2 separate regions of the Mus musculus genome follow, and region 2 is linked to region 1. A link is a contact called in public HiChIP or PLAC-seq data. All regions are on one chromosome and are shown on one strand. The core of a region is the stretch at or near the end of the contact, and the rest is flanking DNA. Distances in the headings are between cores, read along the strand shown. Region 1 overlaps Elfn1 (leucine rich repeat and fibronectin type III, extracellular 1). Region 2 overlaps Mad1l1 (MAD1 mitotic arrest deficient 1-like 1).

The links. HiChIP or PLAC-seq counts read pairs in DNA pulled down with a chosen protein or histone mark.
Region 2: an H3K27ac HiChIP or PLAC-seq map of SST interneurons shows a contact between it and region 1, with 5 times the contacts expected there. The contact joins two enhancer-like sites. A contact is called at or near these places in 3 of 15 datasets of contacts at CTCF or cohesin (large pre-B cells, pro-B cells and stem cell-derived epiblast-like cells), 10 of 484 Hi-C or Micro-C datasets (the C2C12 cell line, CD4 T cells, DN3 thymocytes and 6 more), 3 of 115 datasets of contacts at active chromatin or transcription factors (SST interneurons, VIP interneurons and embryonic stem cells) and 1 of 9 other capture datasets (embryonic stem cells).

What each region holds. Positions count from the first base shown.
Region 1 is chr5:139,966,319-139,973,850 of GRCm38.p6, reverse strand. It overlaps Elfn1 (leucine rich repeat and fibronectin type III, extracellular 1), which reads right to left. Exons shown (of 2, transcript NM_001384186.1): 2 at 1-2,873. The coding sequence starts at 2,608. The coding sequence ends at 122. Among named protein-coding and RNA genes, the nearest start is that of Elfn1, 62 kb to the right of the region's middle. Within about 2 kb of position 3,465, at least 31 of the 459 cell types and tissues checked have an H3K27ac peak or open chromatin away from gene starts, as enhancers often do. A contact at or near this core is called in SST interneurons, where this site is marked.
Region 2 is chr5:140,284,626-140,292,157 of GRCm38.p6, reverse strand. The region is part of intron 9 of Mad1l1 (MAD1 mitotic arrest deficient 1-like 1); the gene reads left to right. Among named protein-coding and RNA genes, the nearest start is that of Mad1l1, 33 kb to the left of the region's middle. Within about 2 kb of position 3,562, at least 14 of the 459 cell types and tissues checked have an H3K27ac peak or open chromatin away from gene starts, as enhancers often do. A contact at or near this core is called in SST interneurons, where this site is marked.

The DNA.
Region 1 (7,532 bases), core at 2,216-4,715:
TAAGTCTCAGTCAGGGATAGCTGCTGTGGGTGGTCTATCCTTTTTGGTCCAATGGGCATCACGAGTTTCGGAGAGGACAGGGCCAGGCTTCCTTGGGCCCTGCCAAAGGGTGGAGGGAGGTTCAGGACTTGTGCTGGGCAGACACGCCTTTCCAGTAGTCTAGGATGTCATGCAGGTCCTCGTCTTTGGCAAACTGAACCTTCTTGCGCAGGGCGTGGCCAGCCGCCATGAACTCCGCATCATCCTTGTGTCTCCGTCGGCTCAGTCTGAGACGCTCCCAGATGCTTGGGGATGCCCTGCAGGTGTACTCGGGGCTGGATGAATAGCTCAGGTTGTGGTACTGTGGGGACAGCTGCGAGTAGACGAGGTCTCGGGGTCGTGGCCGGGTCAGAGGCTCCAGGATGGATGCCTTGCGGCCACCCAAGCCCTCGTGAGTGGGTGGAGGTGGTGGAGGGGCAGGTGGCTCGGCAGGGTGAGAGCCGGGGTATGAGTGCCGATGCTCGCCGTACTGGCGACTCTTGTCGGCCTCCGCCCGCAGCACAGTGGCCGCGGGTGTCACAGTGAGGATGGTCTCGGGCACAGGTGAGCTTTTTTCAATGTACTTGGTCTCGGTGGCTGGGGCCTTATGTGTGCCGGTGGCCTCAGCCCGGAAGGTGCGAGGGCTGCGTGCAGAACCGCTGGATGAAGTGCTGGCCCTCGGGGGCCCGGGCGCAGCCTCCACACTGTGGTGCCGCTGCAGGCCACCATGGCCAAAGGCATCTTTGTATACAGGGGACAGGAAGCTGTGCTTGCTGGCCAGAGGCTCGGACAGCAGCACCAGCTGCGGCTCAGCCGCAGACACGGCCCCTGATTTGGCGCCCTGGAAGGAGGTGGACTCGGACTTGAGGGCGTCGATGCAGTTGTTAATGATCTGGTTGACTCTGTCCACTTCCTTGGCAATGGTGGAGATCTCCGCTACTGAGCTCTGGGGTTCACCTGGCCGGCTCAGCTCACAGCCTCTGCGCTCCTGCGGCTCCCCCGTGCGCACTTCAATGTAGTTCCCCTTGGTGGCCTTGGGGGTCTCGCTGCTCTCCACCAGCTTATACTGCTCCACGTCACTGGTGGCGGCTGGCAGGTAGGGTATTCGAGTCACAGCCTCAGGGCCAAGCAGCGGACCCTGGGTCAGGGGAGCCAGGCCAGGCGCCTCAATCTCAGGACCATACTTAAGCTCGATGATGGTTTTTTTCAAGCTGCCAGCTGCCGCTGCCACAGCCTTCTTGTGTTTCTCCTCTTGTCGCCTCCGCTTGCGCAGGCAGTAATAGACAGCGCCCAGAACCAGTACCATACCAAAGAGGCAGCCCAGGATGGTCATGATGTAGTGGGTGGCTGTGGAGGGGCTGGGCACGGGGCCCGGTGGGCTGGGCGGCTTGGGCAGGCAGATGGTAAGGCAGGTGTGGTTATGATGGGTGCCGGAGCTGGTAGAGACCACGCAGTATGTGTAGTTGGTGAGTGTGTAAAGATTGGTGAGGCGGATCTCCTCCTGAGGCTGGGTCAGCTTGGACACGGTGAACGATTTGCTGTTATTGTACTGCTCCAGCGTGTACATGCGGTTGAACGGGCTCGGCAGCTGCACCATGATGGTGGCCGAATTTTGGGTCAGCTGCTTGACCTTCATGGAGGGACGGGCCTCTGTCTGAGGGACCAGCGTAGTCAGGATCACCAGCGGCGTGGTGCCATCTCCGGAGAAGCACTCGTCATCAGCGCAGGGCATGTCACTAGGCTCTGGTGGAGGCGGAGGTGGCGAATGTCCCGGCTGTGACCGGCCTGGCACCGGACGGGGTGGGCCAAGCACCTCAGCAGTGTAGGAGCCCTCTGTGCACACAGACTGAAGCTTGCTAAGGATGCTACGTTGGTGGCCGTGGCGGCCCTGGCCCAGGAGGAAGTAGCCTGCGTAGACAGGAGGAGACTCACACTGCACCCGGTCATGGGTCTGTGTGGCGTTGGTGAAGGCAGCCAGCCAGCGCAGGAAACCCAGCAGCTCACAGGAGCAGTAGAAAGGGTTGCTGTAGATCTCACACACCGAGAGCTTGGTCAGGCCTGCGAAGGTGCCGCTGCCCAGCTGCTGGATGCGATTCATGGAGAGATCTATGTTGACGATGTTGGGACACTCCCAGAAGGCGCTGGCCATCACCACCTCGATGAGGTTGGCCTGTAGGTACAGGTACTCGAGCTTGCTCAGGCCCCGCAGCATGCCCTCCGTGAGGTTGCGCAGCCGGTTGTAGCCCAGCTGCAGCACCTGGAGGTTGAACTGGCCGGAGAAGGCCCCGTCCTCGATGTAGCCGATCTCGTTCTTGGTGAGGTTGAGGTATGTGAGGTTTCCGAAGCGGCTCAGGGAGGCGTACTGCACGCTGCGGATACGGTTCTCGTTAAGCCGCAGGTCCACGATGGTGTTGTTGATCTGTTGGGGGATGGCCTCATAGGGTGGCTGGTTCTGGCTGCAGATGGCCAACCACACGAAGCCTTTGTCACCCTCAATCAGCCAGCAGTCACCTTGGGCCAGCCCACCCGCGTGCAGTAACGTGGCGGCTGCCACAAGTACCCACGCTGTACCCCACCCGTGCCCAGCCATCTCGGGACACTGCCTGTGGGGATGGGGGGAGGGCTGGGCAGTGGGCCCCCCCAGGGGACTTAGGGGTGGGATGGATCACTGCCTGCACTGTCAGAGATGTCCTGTCCCAAGCTGCATGACGCAGGTGTCGGGAGGGAGAATGGCTCCCTCACTGCCCGCCGCCCTTTGTCGTCCTCCCCGGTCCCAAGGTGGCCACAGCCTGTTTTCCCATGGGCCTGTGTATCCTGGTGGCTTCGCCCGGTTCCTCTGCCTGAAGTACTCTCTGCTGCAAGAGAAAAGAGAAGAGAGTAAGTCACAGAAAAAAACCACATCCAAAGTCACTGGGTGACTGACTGAAGAATTCCGCTGAGCCACCCACCACTGTCTGCTGTGAAACAGAAACCATCATGCTTGTCCCAGATCATCAGGCTGGGCTGAGAGAGTCTGAGATCATCAAGAAAAGCAGACCTCCCTCAGGTCCAGTTTCTTCATGTACAACGTGGACAAGATGTCCCCTTGAGTGGCCAGCTTAGAGGTATCACAGTTACGGAGGCACAGCCTCAGATCCGCAGGGAAACAGCCTAGAGAAGAGACTCAGAGTTCTTTAGGCAATGAGTGGCAGAGCTGGCTAAGGGCAGGGCATCCATCTCTTTGAGTTATTGGCTCTCTGCCCGGCCCCCTTGGACCGCTTCGAAGTCACTTCTCCCCAAGAAGGGACAGCCACAGCACCTTCAGAACTGCCTGCAGGGGGTGCCGAACACCCAGCCAATGCGCGGGCCTGAGGCAGATCACCTTTTTTCTGCCCTAGAAGAGGCAGGCAGGGAAGTGGCCTGGCACGCTCCTGCCATGTGGCCCAGTGAACCATCCTCATGAATCAGCTAGCTGAACTCTGAGGCCATTCATCCACGTGGCACGCAGGACTTGAAGCTGTCCCCGAGTAGCAGTGGAGGAGGAACAGCCTGCTCTACCAAGTTCTTCTGGGATGGAGGGAGACAGCAAGATGACTCAGCAAATCAATGGGATTGCTGCCAAGCCTGATGACCGGAGTTCAATCCCCAGGGCCCACATGGCGGAAGGAGCCATTCAGCTCCTACAAGTTGTCCTCTGACCACGCCCCCACACAAATACAATTAATAAAGAAATGTAAAATATTTAAAAACAACAACAAAAAAGAAGTCATTTCTAAGCTTAACAAAAACATCACCCGGTTCCCAGGGCTAGGGCCACCTCTCTACACCTCACACCCCAAATTTGCATACATGCTTGGGCCTCTCTACCTCATGTCACCCTTGGCCATGTACACCAGGACCGTGCCCTTCCCCAATTCTCAGAGCCCAGATGACATGTGAATAGGACTGTGGGGTGACAGGAAGAGACCTCATGGTAGAACTGGGGTCCTTCACACCATGCTCCCCACCCTGCCCACTTGTGGGACGGAGAAATGAGTGTTAGCTTGTTAATACAGGGATTTACAGCAGCCTCCGTCACTGCTCAGTGGCCTGGCCAGCAGCCAGCAGAGTGTATTTCACCAATATTGACAGCTGAAACTAGGCAGCACTGAGGCGACAAAAATGAGGGAATATATATATATTTTTTTCCTTTTTGCAAACACTATAAGCAGAACCTGGCTCCCAAGGGAATCCATTTCTGACAGAGAGAGATGAAGTGGACAGATTGGAGGTCCAGAGGAACCCAAGTACTACCTTGGGGTGCAGTTGCTTAGGGTCTGCTTGAGCCTTGTGCACCGGAGCTGGAAAGGGGACATAGGACAGTGGGGTGGCATGATCCTCCCCTGCACAGGAAAGCTCAAGCCGGAGCTGGTAGAGTCTGTCTTGAGCACCCTGGCCCGGGTGGGCAGAGCCTTTCTGTCCCAGCCTCCGGGATGGGTGGCGCCTGGCAAGAGATCTTAATCAGCTGTAATCTCTTGCTCAAAATAACTGAAAGTCGAGTTAAGAAGGATTACAGGCCCAAAGAGGCGCCTCGGTGTCTCTTGCAGAGTGCTAGCCTCCTACGCACACAATTGCAGGTGTGCACTCGGACATTTGCAATCCTCTGTCCTCCTAGGCACGCATGCCTGTGCTCACCTACACACATGGGACAGGCTAAGTGGGGACCCCCAGGTCCTCTTTTGTCCCCTCTGGCCTCCTTCATACTCCTTTGTCACCACGTCACGCCATGCACGGCAGTCTAGCCGTTTATGCTATGATTCAGTATAGGAAACAGCCCCCTCTCCCCATCACCTCCCATTGGACCGAGCCTGCCAGATGGTGGTCTGCTGTATGAGGGCAGAGTACGAGGAACCCTGCTGCCAGCCATGGTCTGGCCATCTGAGTCTTCCTATAGTTGTCTGCCATCCTACACCCAAGCTTGTCAGCAGCGACGGGGTCTTCAGGATGGGCAGGACTCCGTGACTGTCCCCTCTACCTTGGTCAGCAGTCCCTCAAGTAAGGAAAGATGAATCCACCTCTCACGTTGCCTCTGCCTTACAGGGACTCCCACAACCTCAGCCTCACGGGCTGCAAAAGTTTCCTTCCATGCTTAGGATCAGGGAAACTGAGACTCAGAAAGAAAGGCCCATTGTGGGTCACAGTGAATCGGCCCTTCCTGTCTAGGTCAAGGGCAGGTTGAGAGGACAGGCCCATGACACCCGGAGCCATGGACACAGAATTAGGTGAAAGAGGAGCCCAGAGTGCTGAGGCCAGGGGACCACCATGGGGAGTCGTTATCAGGGGAACAGAACATATGCCCTAGATGGGTGAGTGTCCCAGTGGGAGATGGATGGGATGCAAGCTCCTCCATCCATGCACTCACTCATTCCATAGCTCACGTATTCATATTCCCCCTGGTCTGCATCTCTCTTTGTCATCCACTTCTATACCCCCATCTCTCCTTTCACTCTGTACTCAGTAATTCAATCATCAAACCAGTCTCCAGGGTGGAGGGCAGTGTGTAGACCCTGCATGAGGGGGCTACTTCCAGGCACTGTGCTCAGTCTATCACCTGAACCAGACAGCAACGGGCCATGTTCCGTGTCAGGGTTCCTCTGCCCGGGTGTGGGTCCCTAATGTCAGAAGTGCAGCCAATGGCTATTGGATACGATCCTTCTAGAATCTTCCAGTGAAACAAATAGCACACTCAACCTGTGTGCCTCCTCCCTACCCACCCCCTCCTTCTCTTCAAAGCAAACTTTCTCAAAAGGGTGACTCATGGTCTCCACCTGTCTCTCGGCTTTATCTTTTTCCAGCCTCATTCATCCCGGATCTGAGAGAGTGATGTCTCCTGTTCCTGTTACAGGTGACCTCTGAGGCACTAATTCCTGACCTTTGTTTTGTTCACTCCATGGCAGCCTTTGCCACAGGTATCTGATGCTCTCTGTGCCCCCATCCTGTCCTTAGAGCTGGGTTCTCATGGAAACCCTTGGATGACCTTCAGCTGGACTGTCCAAGGCTATCCCTTAATGCCTTCCACTTGACTGAACCCCGACTGGTCTCCATATCCCTGACATCTCCTAGATTGCAGGTGAGGTGTGCAGATATGGGGGCCAGTGAGGCACTCCAAGGCCTACTGGGGGAGGCAGACTCCGTTTACAGAGTGCAGGAGCCAAGCTTGGGTGCTGGCTCAGCTCACTAGGACCAGGGACCTATCAGAGGTAGGAAGCCTTGAATCACAGCGAGGGCCCAACCTCCTGGCCTGGGTGGCGATGGCAGAGGTCCCTGAGGGGGAGAATTAGACATTTAAAGAAATGTCCCAGGGGGAGATGGCTCAGTTGCTACAGCACTTTCCATGTGAACGTGAAGAGCTGGATCCAGAGCCTTGTAACCTAAAAAGCTAGGTGTGTGACCATGGTGCTGGGGAGGCAGAGACAGGAGTGTCCCTGAGGCTTGGTGGCCAGATCGCTCAGCTGAATCCACGAGGTCCGGGCTAGTGAGACCCTGTCTCAAAAAGAAAAAAAAAATAGAGGCTGACTTCTGACCTCTGTGTGCAGTACATACATGCGCGCATACACATCTGCATTCATATGTACACATACAGAAGGAAGGAACAAGGGAGAGAGGGAGGGAGGGAGAGACGGAGGGAGGGAGGGAGGGAGGGAGAGAGGGAGGGAGGGAGGGAGGGAGAGAGGGAGGGAGGGAGGGAGGGAGGGAGAGAGGGAGGGAGGGAGGGAGGGAGAGAGAGAGGGAGGGAGAGAGGGAGGGAGGGAGAGAGGGAGGGAGAGAGGGAGAGAGGGAGGGAGAGAGGGAGAGAGGATCTATCACAGGCCAAAGGAGCATCATCCAATGATTCCCTAGGAGCAATCAGAGGATGAAGAGGCTTTTCTGATGGACTCTCATTAGACACCCGACTCACAGACTGACAGGCCTGGGCAGCAAGCAAACCAACTTCCTGCCATAGCCTGCTCTGTGCCTGGTTCTCTCCACAGCAGGGGGAAGCTGAGCATAGAGTGTAAGCACAGCAGAGGACCCTCAGAGAACCATGAACACAGCCCGGCAGGAGAGAAGAGAGCAGGAGAGATGCATCTGGGCCACGGCTGCTGGGCAGGGCATTCAATGGAAGGCCTTAGCAGATAAAACCAGTAGGCAGGAAGGAGGATGTGCACCCCCAACAAGGGAGGGGTCGAGGGTACAAGGTCATGTGATCAGAGCCCTCACTCTTTAGGGGGTGTGGGGTGTTTGGAGGGCAGAGTAGTCAGTGCCAAGTAGTATCCCTGGCTACAGTGAGTGGCTTCATGGGCAGAATTGGGGGAGGACCCGGGTAATAAGAGGTGGGACGTGTGGCTTTAGTTCCTGTCCAGTTCTTCCCCTCTCTGCTCCTCGCCACTTCTCTCCTCTTACAACAAAGGTGTAGTCAGGGGCCAGAGAAACTGAGAGTGAGGAGTCAAGCCAAGCCTCTCATTTCTAAACCCAGGCCTGTTTTTCCATCTGAGTCTCTTTGGGTACCTGCAGGG
Region 2 (7,532 bases), core at 2,313-4,812, 320 kb before region 1:
ATCTGTGACCATCATCTCTCAGAGTCCTTGTCCCCTAGGGTCTGAGTGCTGATGGTGAATGGTGCAGATCCTGTGAGGATGAGGTCTGGCTACCCCGAGGGGCTCAGCCGTAGTGTGGCTGTTACTTTCCTCATTGCCGTGACAGACAGGTTATCTGACAGAATAGCTTGACTCTGGCTCCAGTGTGAGTGTATAGTCTACCAAGGTGGAGAGCGTGGTGGCAAGAGCATGGGGCAGCTGCTCACATTGTGTCCACAGCTGGGAAGCAGAGAGATGAGTGGAGGCTCAGCTGCTTTCTCCTTTTTATTGAGACCAGCTCACTGAATTGTGCCATCTCCATTCAGGTTGGCTTGAAACTCCATGGAAACACCTTTACAGTCGTGCCAGATGTGTGTCTCCTAGGTAACAGTAAATCCAGCCAAACTGATCATGCAGATTAACCGTCATACCTAGGTTAAAAGAGTGTTTTGGCCTGTGTGAGTTCCTCATGGTGTAACAGTGTTGCTCTCTGCACTGTGACACTTCTTATGTCTGAGGAGCCTAGAGTTATTAGGGGGGAGTGTTTAAGCCACTGTAAACCAGGAATCAGATGCTGAAATCTAACTGTAGATACACTGTGATGTGTCCTATGCATTGGGCCACGTGGGTGAGGAGAAATGGGCCTGTCAACCTGTGTCCAGTGCATGGAATCATGTGGGCTGGGTCAGATAGCTCTCTCTACTGTGTGTCTAGTGCACAGGGCCATGTGGGCAGGAACACATGCTTCTGTCTTCCTCTGGTGAATCCAGTGTATGGAGTCCCATGAGCTGGAGCTGACAAATTTGTATCTATTTGTGTCCAGGTCAGTAGGGTCGTGTGGACTGGGGTAAATGTCTCTCTCAGATGCATCTAGTGCCATGGGGCATGGGGGCTGGGGCAGATGGTACTGTTGTGAACGGTGTGGTTATGCACAGAGTCACATGGGGCTGAGCACACAGTGCTCTCTATCTGTGATGTGTCCAGTACATGGTGTCATGTAAGCTGGGGTGGATGTACACAGGGCCATGTGGGCTGGGGGTGGACAGGCTTTGTGCCATGGAGAGTAATGGGCAGGAAAGTGCCTGGCAGTGTACACATATGATGCTGTGGCATGGGGTCAACAGAGCCTTCTGTGTTGTGTGGCAAGTACCAGTGTGGGTAAGCCAGTGACCTTAATCCTCAGGGATTTTTTTGAAGTTCTGTGGGGGGTTGGCACAGTGTTGTCATGAGGAGCATGGAGAGTGATGACATCTTGACCTTGGTCTCTTGGGGCAGACTGTGGGAAAGGGCTTTCAGTATGGAGAGTAAATGACTGCAGACAGAAACAGCCTGCACGATGGTGTGGCTGTGGAGAGAGGCTGGCAGGATGGTTTTGATTGAGAACATTCTGAAAGCTCAGAAAGAAGGGAACCAGAGAGAAGGCACCTGGAAACAACTGCGGCGGATCCAACGCTGGTGACCCTTATGCTAGGGATGAGGCATGTGTTCTCAGCATCGTGCTCACACTGTAGATGCTGCCCCTCATGGGGATGAGGCCACATGTTCTTACCTTCCTGTTGAATTTCCTCACCTGTGTGACTAATTACAGAGCAGGTCATCCTGGGAGTGAGTAGATGCTTCCTTGGGTAAGTATGCTTGACCTGAGTTCCTTCTGGTCATCAATACCCATGTGAAGAACCAAGCATGGCTGCCTGTGCCTGTAACCTGTATCCCTAGCACTGTGAGGGGCAGAGTTCAGAGAGAGACCCCATCCCAAGAGAATAAAGCAGAGAATGACAGAGCAGGACACTTGGACAGCCTCTGCACACATGCATATGGGTGTGTACACATGCACATATGTCCCCTCCCTGCAGAAATCAGGATGTGTGGCCTGGATAGGAAAAAACTATCTGGAGACAACATAATCTTGTAGGGCTTCCAAAGTATCAATAAAAAGCTCTTTGGACCCATCAGCCAGGTCTGCAGGGTCCTAGAACGGGTGACAGTTGACAAGAATAGACGGTATTTCTGAGTACCGTGGTGACCTGTGGGAAGGACACGGCGTGTATAGTAGCATCAAAACAGTGCAGCACTGAGGGATAAATTTAACACAGCATGTCCAAGATCTGTGCTTTGCAAACATTAAGATGCAGCTGTCAGTAATTATGGATGACCTAATAATGGCAGGACGTGGTAAGAGACAGGGGAGGAGAAAATAGACCCTTCCCTCTTTGCTCCCAGGCGCCTGCTCGGCCCCGCACCCTGACACCAGATGGTTTGTTTTTTTTCTGCACAGCAAGCAGTTCTCCAGTAGATGCCAGCTGGGCGTCCTACAATCCAGCTCAGACACTGTCAGAGTCCGGGTTGGATCCCACAGGTTGAGACCTCAGACCTAAATGATTGGCCTACTAGGCTGCCTGTTCTCAATCCTAGGTTGTCACCAAATTCCAAAGACTGGCACCAAGGTGAGGTTCCCAGAAGCCCCTTGGGTTAATTTGCTAGCTGTGCTCAGAGAATGCAGAAACACCTTTATTGTGCCTGTCCATCCTTGTTTGGTTTGTGTTTTTGAGACTCATGTAGCTCAGGCTAGCCTCCGGCTCACTGAGTAGCTGATCCTGAACTCTTGGTCTTGCTGTTTCCACTTCCTCAGTACTAAGATTTTAGGCATTCACCTCTAGGTCCACTTTATATAGTGCTGGGAGTGGAACCAAGGTCTTAGGGCACACTGGGTGTGCTGGCTAGTTTTATGTCAGCTTGACCCAGCTACAGTCATCTGGGAAGAGGAAATCTCAGTTAAGAAAGGCTTCTTCATTAACCCCACAGGTTGGCCTATGATGCCTTTTCTTGGTTAATGATTGATGTCTTGGGGCCCAGCTGACTTGGGGCAGTACCACCCTGGGCAGGTAGTCCTAGTTGGTATAAGAAAGCAGGCAGAGCAAGCCGTGAGGAGCAATCCAATAAGCAGCATTCCTCCATGGTCTCTACTTCATTCGGTTCTTACTTCCAGGTTCATGCCTTGAGCCTCTTCCCTGACTTGCCTGGATGATGGACTGTGATCAATAAACCCTTGGTCTTGGTCATGGTATTTATCACAGCAGTAGTACCTAGCTAAGGCACCAGGCAAGTACTCAACACTCGTCCACCTGAGCCACGTCCTGTGTCTGTCAGCTAATCTTTGCACTATACCTGCACCAGATCGAGTGCTTGAGTCACTCCCCAGTCCTGCATGCTATGGACAGACTGATTTCTCCATGCTGAGGGACAATTACTTTGTTTCCCCTAAGTAAACAGCATTAGCATTGCTTAGATAAATTCCTAAAGGCGTGTTTGGCTTTTTTTTCCTTGGTTCAAAAGAAACTGTGTGTTTAGAATTGATAGCTGATGCCAAATTGCCCTTTGAAAAGCTGTATTTCTACACATTTCCGTCAGGGAATGGGAGCCCATGGCTTAATTGGGTGAGTATGCTTTCGAAGGTTCAAGCAGAGATGCAGAGTGAGTCACAACAGAGCGAGGAGAGCAGGCGACTTTACTGCTTGGCTTTTTAAACACTATACTTAGCAATTCAGATGGAAGCAAGAGGCTTATTAAGCAGGCTCAGAGTGAGTGTTGGACCCTCTGTAGTCAGGCCTGTGTTCTGTGTAGGGAATAATTTGCCAGTGGCTGAATGCCTCTGCTACTTGGCATCTGACTCTGTCACTTTTGTGCCTGAACCTGGCCTTGTTTCAGATCCCTCTGGGTGGTCATTATACCTGTCAGAGTGTGTGTGTGTGTGTGTGTGTGTGTGTGTGTGTGTGTGCTGAATGGCATTGAGAAGTGCTGTGGTGTGGGCCCTGGGAGGCCGGACATCTTCCCACTTCAAACTGCTGACCTCAAATCAGAGTTGGAAGCCAGCAAGTGCTGACCTCGGCTTTGCTGAAGCATCTCTAGGCCAGCCAGATGACACGTTCTGGGGACTAGCTTCCCCGATGTGCAGGCCAATTAGGGGGACTTTGGGGAGAGTGAGTGGGTAGACTCACTTCCAAGATGGGAGCAAATTGGCCAACCCAGCCCCACACTCCGCTAACCTTTCTCTGCTCAATGTTTGTAATGACCCTGGTGTCTTGTTGATGGATATCCAGAGCTTCCAGTGCTTGGAAGGTTAGCGAGCTGCTGGGTGTCTTGATGTCCTTAATGGCTGGCTTTTAGTTGAGGCCTAGCTGTGAAAGAGGGAGAGTCATACCTGCAGTGTGGTCTGTTCCTGGGCTTCAGTTGGCTTATTGCTCACAGCTGCTTATGTTGGGGCCTGTGTTCTGGAGAGGGAGGGACCCTGCTGGCTTATGTGTTTGTGGCGGGCTTTTCCTACCAGTGGTCTCAGGGGCCTTACATATTCACTCATTCCTAACAGAGTCTCCGGCTGTTTTCTGTTCTGGAGATTGTGAAGGTTTTGTGTCAGCTAGCTCATAAGTTTGATGATTTGGTACCTAAGGGAGGGGCTGGTCTTCTGAGCAGTAGGCTTTTAGTAAACACTGGGGGCGAGTGTGATGAGGGGTGTGCTGTGGTGCTTGGCTGTTGCCTCTGGCAAGGCCCTGGGGCGGCCCATTTGTGCCTGCCAGTGGGAAGCAGGGCTTCAGGACCTGTGAGGCTGGGGAAGTAGCTCTTGTGTTTCTTTGCCACTTATAAAGTTGCAGGAGGGTCTTCTTGGGGTACTGATGACTGTCTGCTTGGAGTGGATGGTCTCATCTTTCCATGGGACAGGATGGGAGATAGATGTTCTGTGTTGGCTAGTGTCATCCCTGTGCCTGTCATGTGCCAGAGCAGGGCTGGAGGCAGTGGGATGTAGAGCGTGGAGATGAAATGCTTGCTGGAGCAGACACCACACATGCACACAGGCAGCTACATGTACAGCAGGGAGTGGCTTGGCCCAACCAGTGCTCTCTGCTGTTTCTCACAGTGCCTTTGGGCCTTTCTTCCAGGTTGTGTAGATAGGGCTCATCTCAAGTGCCTGCTTTGGAGTTGATTTAGCAGAACCCAAAGCCTTGAGAGCATTGGGGATGTGATGTGCACCTGGGGTGATGTGTCAGGAGGTGGCTATGGCTGCACCCCTGGTTCACAGTTGGTTTTTGTTCCCTTCCTTCCTCTACTTTTCCTTTCTTTGGTGTGTGCATAATCATACTTATATACATGTATGTGAAGGGCAGAGCTTGAGGTCAGATGTCTTCCTCAATCATGCTCCACCTTCTTTTCTTTCCTTTTTTTAATTGTTAGAGAATTTCACATATGTATTTTGACCAAATATTCCATTTCCTTCCAGCTCCCCCTCACTATCCTCTCCCAACTTCCAGTGTCCTTTCTTTCAACCTACAGAGTCCACTTACTGCCAATGTGTGCATAGGTGTCGGGCCACCTACTGGAACATGGGTACCTTTCATTCTGCTCCCTTCCCCAAGCCCTCTGCCGCCCATGTTGGGATTTCCACTGGCTTGCTCTTGAATAAGTCTTATCCATGCAGCGAGAATCTCTGAGTGCCTAGGTGCAGTGGCCCTGCCATGTCTAGAGAATACTGCTTCACAGCAGGTACCTGTGACCTCTGGCTCTTAGGAACTCTCTAGACCCTCTTTCACAGTGACCCCTGAACCTTGGTGGATGGCTTTTGATACAGATGTCCCGTTTAAGGCTGAGTGCTTCAGTCTCTTATTTTTTGTACACCAACTAGTTACAGGTTTCTGTATTAATGGCTGTCTACCATACAAAGAAGTCTCTTTGATGAAGATTGAGGGATGAGTATGAAGATAAGTACTTATGGGGCAATTTAATACTAGATACTTCAGCAGAACGATAGTAGTAGATTCTCCTTCAGGATTCTTGATCTAGCTAACAGCATAAGGTATAACTGCATCTGTGTGGTGGGCCTTAAGTCAATTAGAAGGTCATTTGTTACACTGTAACACTTGTACTGCTGTTGCCCAGGGAGCATCTCTTGCTAGGCAGGTTGTTGTAGACAGAAGGTTTTACAGCTCAGTAAGACTATGGGTTGCTTAGCTGTCTGGTAGCTTGCACGGCACCTACCTTCATGTGCTATGAAGGCTGCTCACTAGGAATGAAGCTTTCACCTTGGTACCAGCTTGGTTTTTCTCTGTCCTATGACTCAAGTATGTGTCTACTGTATTTTTTAAGGCAGGGTCTGTCACTCAAGCTGAAACTTGCTGTCCTGGTTAGACTGGCCAGTGAGCTCCAGGGATCCTTTCTCCCCTTCTCCAGGGCTGGGATTGCAAGCCTATGCTTTGTACCCCAATGCCTCTTACACCCCCTTTTTTATTTTGAGACACAGATCCTCTCTATGTATCCCCCGCTATCCTGAAACTCACTATGTAGACTAGGCTTGCTTCAAACTCACAGAGATCCTCCTGACTGCTTTCCAGGTACTAGGAGGTGTATCCCACCGTGCCTGGGTCCTTCTCTCGTGCTGCAAGCACTTTCCTGACTAGCCCTGGTGGATTTTGTCTCAGCAGGTGCTTCACTTGAGTCCTGTTACCTACTATGTGTCCTCTTCTGAAGTCAGGAACCCCAGGGTGCCAGGTCCTTCTAACTCTAAGCAGAGTGACAGTCCTGGGGCCCTAGGAAGCGGAACGGCTCTGATAGGAATTTGAAGGGCATCTTGAGGGTGAAACCAACTGAGCATAGACTAGAGTAGGGACTGGAGCCCTCTTCTGAGATGGTCTGTGCCAACCTCCTTTTCACTGAGGGTTTTCCCAAAGCTACCATGGCTCATGGGCTTGCATCATGCAGACTCTGGAGAATAATTAGGAAGTTTGGGGGCTTGGGCTTCCCACATGGCCATCACTCTTATGACCATAAGGTGTGAGATAGTGACCCTGGATGTGTCACCTAGGATCATGCACCTGTCAGGGGCTTTGTCCCTGTCCTTCCTCACAGCAGTTGTTACTGGTGTCAGAAACTGCAAAGCTTTCTCAAGTTGCTCTGTTCATAATAACCTCCCTGTGCTGGGTTGTCTGTTTTTGGGGATTCCCTCGCTGTAGGGTGTCAGAGAACCCAGGTCATTAGTCTTCTATAGTCTCTGCACCCCTTTTCTTGCATCTGGCCTCTCACCTGCAGAATAGAGCTCATGTCTTTCCAGAAAACAGATGGAGGGGCAGCCTAGACCTGGGGGTGGCTGGCCCTCATCCCACACAGGGACTTTGGTAGAGAGCTGGCACACTGAGCCCTTCAAGCAGATGTCTTTATATGGAGCTACAGCAAAGAGAGCAGGTTTGCATTCAGCAGTGGAATTGAATTCTCATTTAAAACTCAGGAGGCTGCAATGCCCTTCCATTCTCTACCCTGCCTTTGTGATACTTGAGCTCTTACATGAATAAAGAGCCCTGACCACCCCCAAATGCAGAGCTACCTTGCATCCGGGCAGGTTGAGCTTAGGTCTTCATTTACATCTTGCCCCACACACAGCCAACCACTGTGCTCTGCTGCCTGCATCTCAGTGAGGGAATTGGACTCTGAGCTCCCATATAAGCATCGGCTTTGAGTCCATGGCTCAAACTCTT